Regions from separate parts of the Danio rerio genome. Here region 1 is linked to region 2. The links are chromatin contacts, called in public HiChIP or PLAC-seq maps. All regions are on one chromosome and are shown on one strand. The core of a region is the stretch at or near the end of the contact, and the rest is flanking DNA. Distances in the headings are between cores, read along the strand shown.

Region 1 (4,467 bases), core at 1,850-4,349, 82 kb after region 2:
GATGGATTTGCTCTTCAGAGTTTGGACTTTCAGCAGTGAAATTTAAATCACACTGAACTGAACTAAACTGAACTTCAACTCTGAAAGTTGGACTGACAGTTTCAGTTTACTAGAACTTTCATGTTAAGCTGCTTTGGCGCATTCTACATTATAAAAGCACTATAGAAATAAAGATTTTAACTGAAAGTCTTCAACCTGGCTGAATAGAAAAAAAAATACGGTTTTGAAAATAGCCTTGTTTGTGTGGATAGGGCCTTAGATTTGTTTTGTTGTTTCTAGAGAATCGGAATCGTGCATAAAGTCTCCACCCTGCTCTGGAAAGTAGCAGGAATATATATACACACACACACACACACACACACACACACATATATATATTATTCATATAAAATACAAATCTGTTAGCTATTTTGTGATGAAACTTCACAGAGAACTATTTTACATCCTAATAAATGGGAATATGTCCTTTATAAAAAATCTGGTCAGTTTTCTTACATCACAGAGGAGCTGTTTTAACATCTTATCTGTGACAAGATGGTGTTGGCAGCTCTTGAGCCTCCAGAGCAGTGGCACGAGAGGTTTAATGCTGACTAACACATGTCCTAAAGTGTTGGCAGCCCATAAAGAGCAGGATCTGATGTACAGGCTTCTTGAATCTGACACATGGCAAAGGTGTCTGATTAGTTGTCTTTCAAAGAGCTCTTGGCACCACAACGCTGCCGTCAGGATGTTTCGACTCCCTGTGGACACTGTGGCTGCTTTTGAGTAGAGATCACGCCCTCCTCTGCCCTGTATGCCCACATCTTCTCATCTTCTGACACACACACACACACACACACACACACACACATCCGTTCATCAGGGAGGAAACCCAGCTCATGCACTCAAAGATAAGTATCAAGATGCTGGAGAAACAGCAGAAAGAATCTGTGAACTCCTCCCTCCACAAACTCACAGACATATGGGTCTTTGCAAGAATGTTGGCTGCTTCAAAGCATTTTTTGACACGTGGTGTGTCTCTCTGTAAAGGCAGGCATCAAGATTTTTCTGATAAGCGTGTGAATGAACACTTTATTCAGGTTTATAAATTAAATTAGTTAATTATTATTTTTTATTATTGTTGTTATTATTATTACATGAACATATTTCTTACATAAAAGTGTAAAAACACAAAAATAAAATTATAATACGTTTATTTTTATATTAAGATATTGCTAAAATGTTTCAATTGGTCCGGGCTTTTGCTTAAAACTAAAAAAAAAAAAATATATATATATATATATATATATATATATATATATATATATTTATATATATATATATATATATATATATATATATATATATATATATATATATATATATATATACAGGGCTCGAAATTAACTTTTTTACTTGGTAGCACCGGTGCTCCCAACTTCAAATATTTAGGAGCACCAAAAAATTTTTAGGAGCACCAGAAAAAATTTAGGAGCACCCACCAAAAATGAATGAGCACCGCTGCAAATTGTTTTTTAAGGGATTTATTGTATTTTAAAACAACATTAATAGGACTAACAAAAACCAGAAACAACTATCTAACTAATGCTGCGAAGACATTGATATTTGTGTGCAATAATTCCAAAATGAATGTCTAATGATTAGGCCATAGAATATTAATGATGATGAAAATGACAATAATAGTAACAATGAATTCCATTTCTCATTATGATACTGCCTTGAATGTGCATGAATGTAGGTTATCTGCTATTAAAAGTCTGTTACTTTATGAAAAATAATTGTATAGTTTGCATCAAACAAAAATGAAGCATTGCAGTAAGAAATATTAATTTTGTACTGCTGTTTTTATATGCATGTCAATTTAATAAATAATATTTCTGCTACAAAACAAACAAAAGATTATAATAAATCATTCAATTCAATGATGAAAGCTGCAAAGCAGTCATCAGTAAATAAATAAAAAAATAATATATACCTTAAAAAAGAATAGACAAAAGAAAGAAAGTAAAGTCTCGCTTCTATCACTCTTTTAAAGTTTTGGTTTCAGTTTGTGTCAATTTAAAGGTTCAGTCTGAGATGATCTTCATTTTTCTGTGTTTGTGGAAAAGCAGGCGAGTCAGCCAACCCAATTAATAAGTAGGCAGCGCAAGATTCTTGCGCTAACCATCGGCGCAAATCCGGTCTTTGTTATGAGCCGCAGTTTCAGTGTAAACTTAGTAAAGGCGAGCTTCTTTGGCGATGATATGTACAGTATTAGATTTGACTTTCAGCGGACATTTGCGCTGAACACGCAGTGAAAGCGACACATGGAGATTCGGGCACCTTCTCCAAGAAGCGCGTACTCGATTGATCACAGCTGGCGGATCATTATTCACCACGTGACGTGTCATGATCGCTTTCATCTGCGCCTCAACTTTAGGTGGGGTTTTCAAACTTGTGAGCTTTAAGTTTTTACTCTTCAGCCGTTTGCATTTCCTGTGGTCATAAAAGCTCCTTCCCTGTCATCTGACAGCGCAATACCTTGAGTGAATGACAGCTAATATGAACCAATATAGAGGCAGGGAAGAGCGATTCAGCACGTTTTTAGAAAAAAACAAAACAGGTCGCACTACAACCATTATCTGCAGTCGCACTAATGCGCCCAAATATATTATGAGGTCGCATAGATTAATTTTCGGGCGCATATGCGACCAAAATGGTCGCAATTTCGAGCCCTGATATATATATATATATATATATATATATATATATATATATATATATATATATATTTTTTTTTTTTTTTTCATTATTCAAATCCCTTGATTTCATTATACAAATCCCAAACATATCCCCTCATTTAGTTTTCCTCTTTATTTCACAGGAGGAGAGGGTTTACATTACTTCTGCTGCTAGTCAGCTCAGTATGCTTGCTCACTCACACACACGGGCGGGTTAAAGATCTCTGAAAGATGTCTCTGTCGACCAATAGGAGCGAGCATTGGAAACAAAAGCGTTAAGAACTGTCATGAATATGTAAATATATACGGCTCGGCAGCCAATGAGGGGCGCGTGGGGGCGTTTCTCGGAGACTCAGCACAGATGTTTGACTGAATGTGGGATTGGGGAGGAAAATGATGGAGTCTTGATACGCTGAGTTTGTGTGTGGATAAGAAAACAGCGCAGGAATTTCCTCCTCTCGACCGGGAGAACCGCCGCTGCTGCTTGCCTTCAAACTCCTCAGTGCGGTCGTCGCCGGTATACGCCGGAGAGCCCTAAGGATTTCGGTTTAGCTGGCGCTCTTTGCCCTGGGATAGCCTGTCTGGCTAAGGTTAGCCTAGTCTGCTAACGGAGCTCTATGGGGATATCCATCCGGAGCGGCTCTTTAGCTCGCTAGCGGCTGAATGCAGCCACGCGCCTCCCGCCGCAACGGGCGCGTTCAGCCGCTACTGCTGCTGCTTCATTATTGACCGGGTGAGTGCAGGAATGCGGCCGAGATGTTTAGGAAAATATCACGATAAGTGTCTCTGTGATTGCACGAGATTCATTATTGATTAGTGGGATGAATTCTTAAACCGTATTGCTAGTCCGGCGTTTGTAAAAAGACTGCGACTTTAAAAGAGGATCTTTAACCAGTAACCTGAGAGCAAATACCTTGAAGTGGCTGATGAAGAGGTCAGTTTGACAGCACTGACAGTGTAGCAGTTGTGGATGAGGAGGAGAGTTGTCTACAGACGCCTTCAGCAGCAGTCTTGTGTTGATAGAACTGTATGCTTGAACAGCAACAGTTGTGAGCATAATTTAAATGATAATTTAAAGATGGTCATTACTACTTTTAGCTCCTATTGAATCTTAAATTAATAATATTGCTTGATTTCAGGTTTATTTATAGTAGTTTGACTGCATGAAACAAACAAACACTACAGATAATCTAATTGTAGCCTAATTGACATTCAGGCAGTAACACGTGAGTAAAAGTGGACTTGTACTGAAAATTGTCACAACTGTGATTTTTCTTGTTGTCATTGTAAATAAAGGGAATAGCAGAGTAATATTTAGTTACCTTCTTCTACATTGATAATATAACAGCCTAAGGTGTTTCTTAGCTTTTGTTTCAATGCTGGTAAAACACTATTTATCAAACTCGTGTATTGTGTCACTCTTTGGCTAGAGCAGAGCATTACTGTGAAAATGGTAACTAGTTTGATTGGTGTTATGCAACTGTTACTTTATCCATCAGCCTTGCTTTTGAAAACATTTTTCTTATTAATTTTTCAACAAATAGGGTTTAGATATTCAGGTTCTGAAATGCAATAATCAAGTATAACAGTAACACTGACTGGTCTTCACTCTATAAATTAAATACAGTTGGAAAGCTGGAAACATTATTGTTTACTGTGCTTTTTTAATTTAAAACTCATGTGGAAATTACACCGTAATACTGTGGATATTTAAAATGGGCAGATGATAATATTTTTATGATGAAAC
Region 2 (4,762 bases), core at 1,793-4,292:
AAGTATCTTCTCTTGCGTTCAACAGAGCAAAGTAACCCTAATAGGTTTGGAACAAGTAAATAGTGAGTAAATGATTCAGTTGTGGGTGAAGTGAATTATCTATTTAAATTTCAGCTTGGCTTATCTCAATACTGAGTTATTTAGTCATAGACCTCTCTGTATCTTCTCCACTGTGTCTCCAGCTGGTACTGATGGGTCTTTCTCTCTGAGCAGGTCTGATCTGGCTCAGGTAGAGATTCTCCAGCTCCGCCATGTTTCTTAGGTGTTCTTTCTTCAGCTCATCTAGTTTGATGTAGTAATCCTGGTTGGAGAACACAGGTCTCTGCTGATGATGGACTGCATACTGCTTGCCATAGTCAACATCAGAGAGAAAAGGAAAGTCAAAAGCTGATATATTCTGATTGTTGTAATGCTGATCACACTCCTGAGGGAGCAAAAAGAGCAGAACATGAACAATTAACAACACCAGATTAATATATTTAATCCCATAAAAGTGCTGATGGTAGTAGGAAGTTATGATAATGACCAAATTAATGGATCTAAATGAGGAAGCTTATATTTTTAAAATGACCAAAATCTAAGAGCAGCAAAAATGAAAACTAATGTGTTTAAATATTTTTTTTCAATTTGTTATTTGTTGTAAATAATGACAGCAGTTTCAAAATCAGTCTCTGTTTTTTGCAATTATCACAGCATGTTGAATGCAAAATGGGTTAATGAAGATGCAAATACCAGTAAACCGACCACCGCAAACCCTAGTAAACCACATGGCATGAGTAATTTCAGCACTTGCCATCAATTTTGCATATGAATGAGAAACTCCCACACATTCTTGTGAAATAAGGTCAGCTGGCAAACATTTGTCCATATCTTTTAATTCTTTTTAATGTGTCTTCGTATACAGTTTTTCAAAATATTTTTTCTGGATCAGATTGGTCCAGATTTATAAGTCCCATGTTTTGCTATCCAAGATTAACTGAGATATCTTACTTATATTAAAGGAACATTGAGTTGAATCACTGTGGTCCAAATGCTAAATTTCAGAATTACTAAACAATAATTACATTATTGTTTACTATGTCTTAGATGTGACATGCCTCATATAGGATTAAAATATGAAGGAATTTATATATCATCAGTAACCATTAAGTTTGTGATCATTCACTTAAAAATGAAACTTTTTTTATCTTATTAATTTGGTTCAAAAATCAACACTGAATCCACCCCTTTGATGGGATTTTTTTTTTTTATCAAATAGTTCCCAATCTGAGTTTTAATAACCCAAAGCGCAGGTCTGATCCAAATCAAATGTAAGATTGGATTATGGTCTGATCGTAATTCAAAATCCCTTTGTTACTTTTGAAAAACTGGGTCCAGGGATGTCAAAACTCAGTCCTGGAGGGCCATTGTCCTACTGAGTTTAGCTCCATCTTGCTTCAAAACACCTACCAGGACGTTTCTATTATATCTAGTAAAATCTTGATTAACTGGTTCATGTGTTTTTGATTAGGGTTGGAGCTAAACTCTCCGGGACACCGGCCCTCCAGGATTGAGTTTGGACACCACTGGTAAACTAATAAATTGGTTGTTTTTACAAACTTAACATCTGGATAAAATTTTTAAATGATTTCAAATTAAATCAGAAAATTGACATCCGAGGTTGTTTTTGTCCATATTTGACCCATATAAAGTTGTAAGAACCCACTATTATAGCATTTTAATGCCAAAAATGTTAGCAAATCTGACCTTAATTTAAATAAATCTTAATTTAAAGTCAGTAGACCTGACTCTAGTTTAAATAGTAAATTAGAATGTTTAATTCATTCATTCATTTTCCTTGAGCTTAGTCCCCTTATTCATTAGGAGTCGCCAAAGCGGAATGAACCGCAACCTTATCCAGCATATGTTTCAAATAGCAGATGCCTTTCTAGCAGCCACCCAGTACCCTCTACAAACTCATTCCCACATTTACATACACTACAGCCATTTAGTTTATTCAATTCACCTATACCATATATCTTTGGACTGTAGGGGAAACCGGAGCACCTGGAGCGAACACAGGGAGAACATGCAAACTCCACACAGAAATGCCAACTGACGCAGCTGGGACTCAAACTAGTGACCTTCTTGCTGTGAGGCGACAGTGCTAACCACTGAGTCATCATGTCACCCAATTTGAATTTTAAAAAAGCTGAAATGTTACATTACACTAATGGTACAGTAGTTGACCCATTATTGTTGGTTTGTTCCAACAGCTTAGGTTTGAGTAAATCTCTGACTTTGTAGACTAAAGAGCTAAAAAAGATTTTTAGTTTTGAACCTCCAGTGTCTGTTATGTTACTGTATCCCATTTCAGTAGTGGTAGTACTAGTGGTTCTACACCTTGTGTCCTCAATCTTTCTCAATGTCCATTTTCAGTGATATTTTGTCCCTTGACACCATGTGACTAAAATATGACAAACTCAGTTTCATGTTTTCTAATTACAGTAGCATATCCTCATTCTTTTCTAAACCAGTCACACATCCTTTAGCCTTGTTTCTGGATCATCTTGCTTTTACAAATAGACGACAGTCCAGAATATTCGATTCTGAACTTATCTTACAATATCTTCATCTGCAGTTTATGTCATTTAAAAGTACTGTTTTCATACTGTACAATTTCACATTCATATTTTACATTGTATAAGTCTAAAGATGCAAGATGCATACCTCTGTGTGGTGAACAATATCATTCAGGGAGCATGAATAATCCTTCTCTTCTCCGAACAGAGCCTGAAGTTCACTGGGCTGCAGTCTCTCTGTACGCAGTATCGCTTTCATTGTCCAGATCTGAAGTACAGCACTGCTTTTCTCCTTCCTTTCTCCTTTCGACTCGCTTTGCTCCTCTCACAGGTATGGCACTGCCACACTAGGTTAGGATGCTTTCTCACACCCAGATGTGCCAATCTCAGTTTATCCCTGTGGATAAACCCTAAAAGGTCACGATTTAGAGCCTGGTGCTTGCTGACCATATGTCCTATATCTTCTTTAAACCCCGATTTACACCTTCAGATGTGATTCAAAGTGAACCATCCCAAATAAGATTTAGAGATTAACAGCACTCTTAATTACAGAGGGAATCCAGCATGTGAAGAGGGTTCAGCTGAAGATGCTCTCGCAGTAAACATGCAGTATTTAAAGTGTCAAAAATGAAACATCTGCTATCATATATTCACCTTTCACTTGTTCAAAATCTATTTGAGTTCCTTTCTTCTGTTGAACACGAAAGAAGATATTTTGAAGAATGCTTGTCGCTCGGACTAATTGACTTCCATGGTAAATATTTTGCCTATGGAAGTCAATGCAGCACCAGCATTCTTCAGAGTATCCTCTTGTGTGTTCAACAGAAGAAAAAACTCATAAAGGTTTAAAATCACATGAGATAAATGATAAACTCATTTTTGGGTGAATTATCCCTTTAAAACATACCAAAATACAGTCCCTGAATTGAGATTGTACACAAACCATTATCAAAGAATGTGCTTCTGCAAAGTGAAGCTGCGATGTCATGTGGAAGTCACACGGTGTTATTAATGTGCTAAAGGTAAATGTTAGGTGAAAGGTGGTGTGTGGTTTAGTGGTGGCTGAAGTGTGCTGGCAATGAAAAACATTGATAGTGTCTTGTCATAAAAAATTGTTGACTTCTAAAGGCAGGTGTAGATGATTCATTCATTAGTTTTCTTTTCGCCTTAGTCCCTTTATTAATCAGTAGTCACCACAGCAAAATGAACCTCCAACTTATCCAGCATATGTTTTTCGCAGCGGATGCTCTTCCAGCTGCAACCCAGTACTGGGAAACACCCATACACTCTTGCATTCACTCTATGGCCAATTTAGTTAATTCAATTTACCTATAGTAAAGGAGTGGCCAACCCTGTTCCTGGAGAGCCACCTTCCTGCAGATTTCAGTTGCAGCCCATATCAAACACACCTGCCTGTAATTATCACGTGTTGTTCAGGTCCTAACTAATTGGTTCAGGTGTGTTTGATATGGGTAGCAACTGAAATCTGCAGGAAGGTGGCTCTCCAGGAACAGGGTTGGCCACCCCTGCTATAGTACATGTCTTTGGACTGTGGGGTAAATCTGAGCACCCAGAAGAAACCCACGCAAGAACGGAGAGAACATGCAAACTCCACACACAAATGCCAACTGACCCAGCCGGGGCTTAATCCAGGGACTTTCTTGCTGTAAGGCGATTGTGCTACCCACTGTGCCGCTCCGGTGTAGATGATAAAATATTAAAAGTAATGTTTTTCTTTGCATTTTCTGAGAAATGATTGAAATAAAAGTCATTGACTTCCATAGTATTTTTTTGTTCTAACTATGGGTGGCTATCAATGGCTGCTTTTTAAACATTCTTCAGAATATCTTCTTTTGTGTTCAACAGAGGACAGAAAATGAACAAAATTTTAGAACCACTTGAGTTTATATTTTGCCATGAGTTAGAATATTTTGCCATGAACTATACCTTTAACATTAAAGAAATTATACAAGATTCAGCACCTCAGTACAATTTTTTTGTTCAATTAAAAGTAAAATGAAAATGAACATATCTTTTACACAGATATTTTAAAAATTAATGGATGTAAATAAATTATGTTGATAAATAATATTTAGATGAATATGTACAGTACATTTCTGCTGCAAGCTTTCCATGACAAAATTTCCCTCGAGTTTCTCTCAATAGTAAAACACACAACAAAATGACAGCAGTGAGAAAAC

The links. HiChIP or PLAC-seq counts read pairs in DNA pulled down with a chosen protein or histone mark.
Region 1: an H3K4me3 HiChIP or PLAC-seq map of gastrula embryo shows a contact between it and region 2, with 4 times the contacts expected there. The contact joins the promoter of ehbp1 here to the promoter of LOC141378567 in region 2. A contact is called at or near these places in 2 of 4 datasets of contacts at active chromatin or transcription factors (embryo and gastrula embryo).

What each region holds. Positions count from the first base shown.
Region 1 is chr17:25,456,139-25,460,605 of GRCz12tu, forward strand. It overlaps ehbp1 (EH domain binding protein 1), which reads left to right and starts at 3,100. Exons shown (of 24, transcript XM_073928528.1): 1 at 3,100-3,453.
Region 2 is chr17:25,374,565-25,379,326 of GRCz12tu, forward strand. LOC141378567 (protein FAM161A-like) reads right to left here and starts at 3,043. Exons shown (of 4, transcript XM_073928525.1): 1 at 2,710-3,043; 2 at 153-424. The coding sequence starts at 2,820.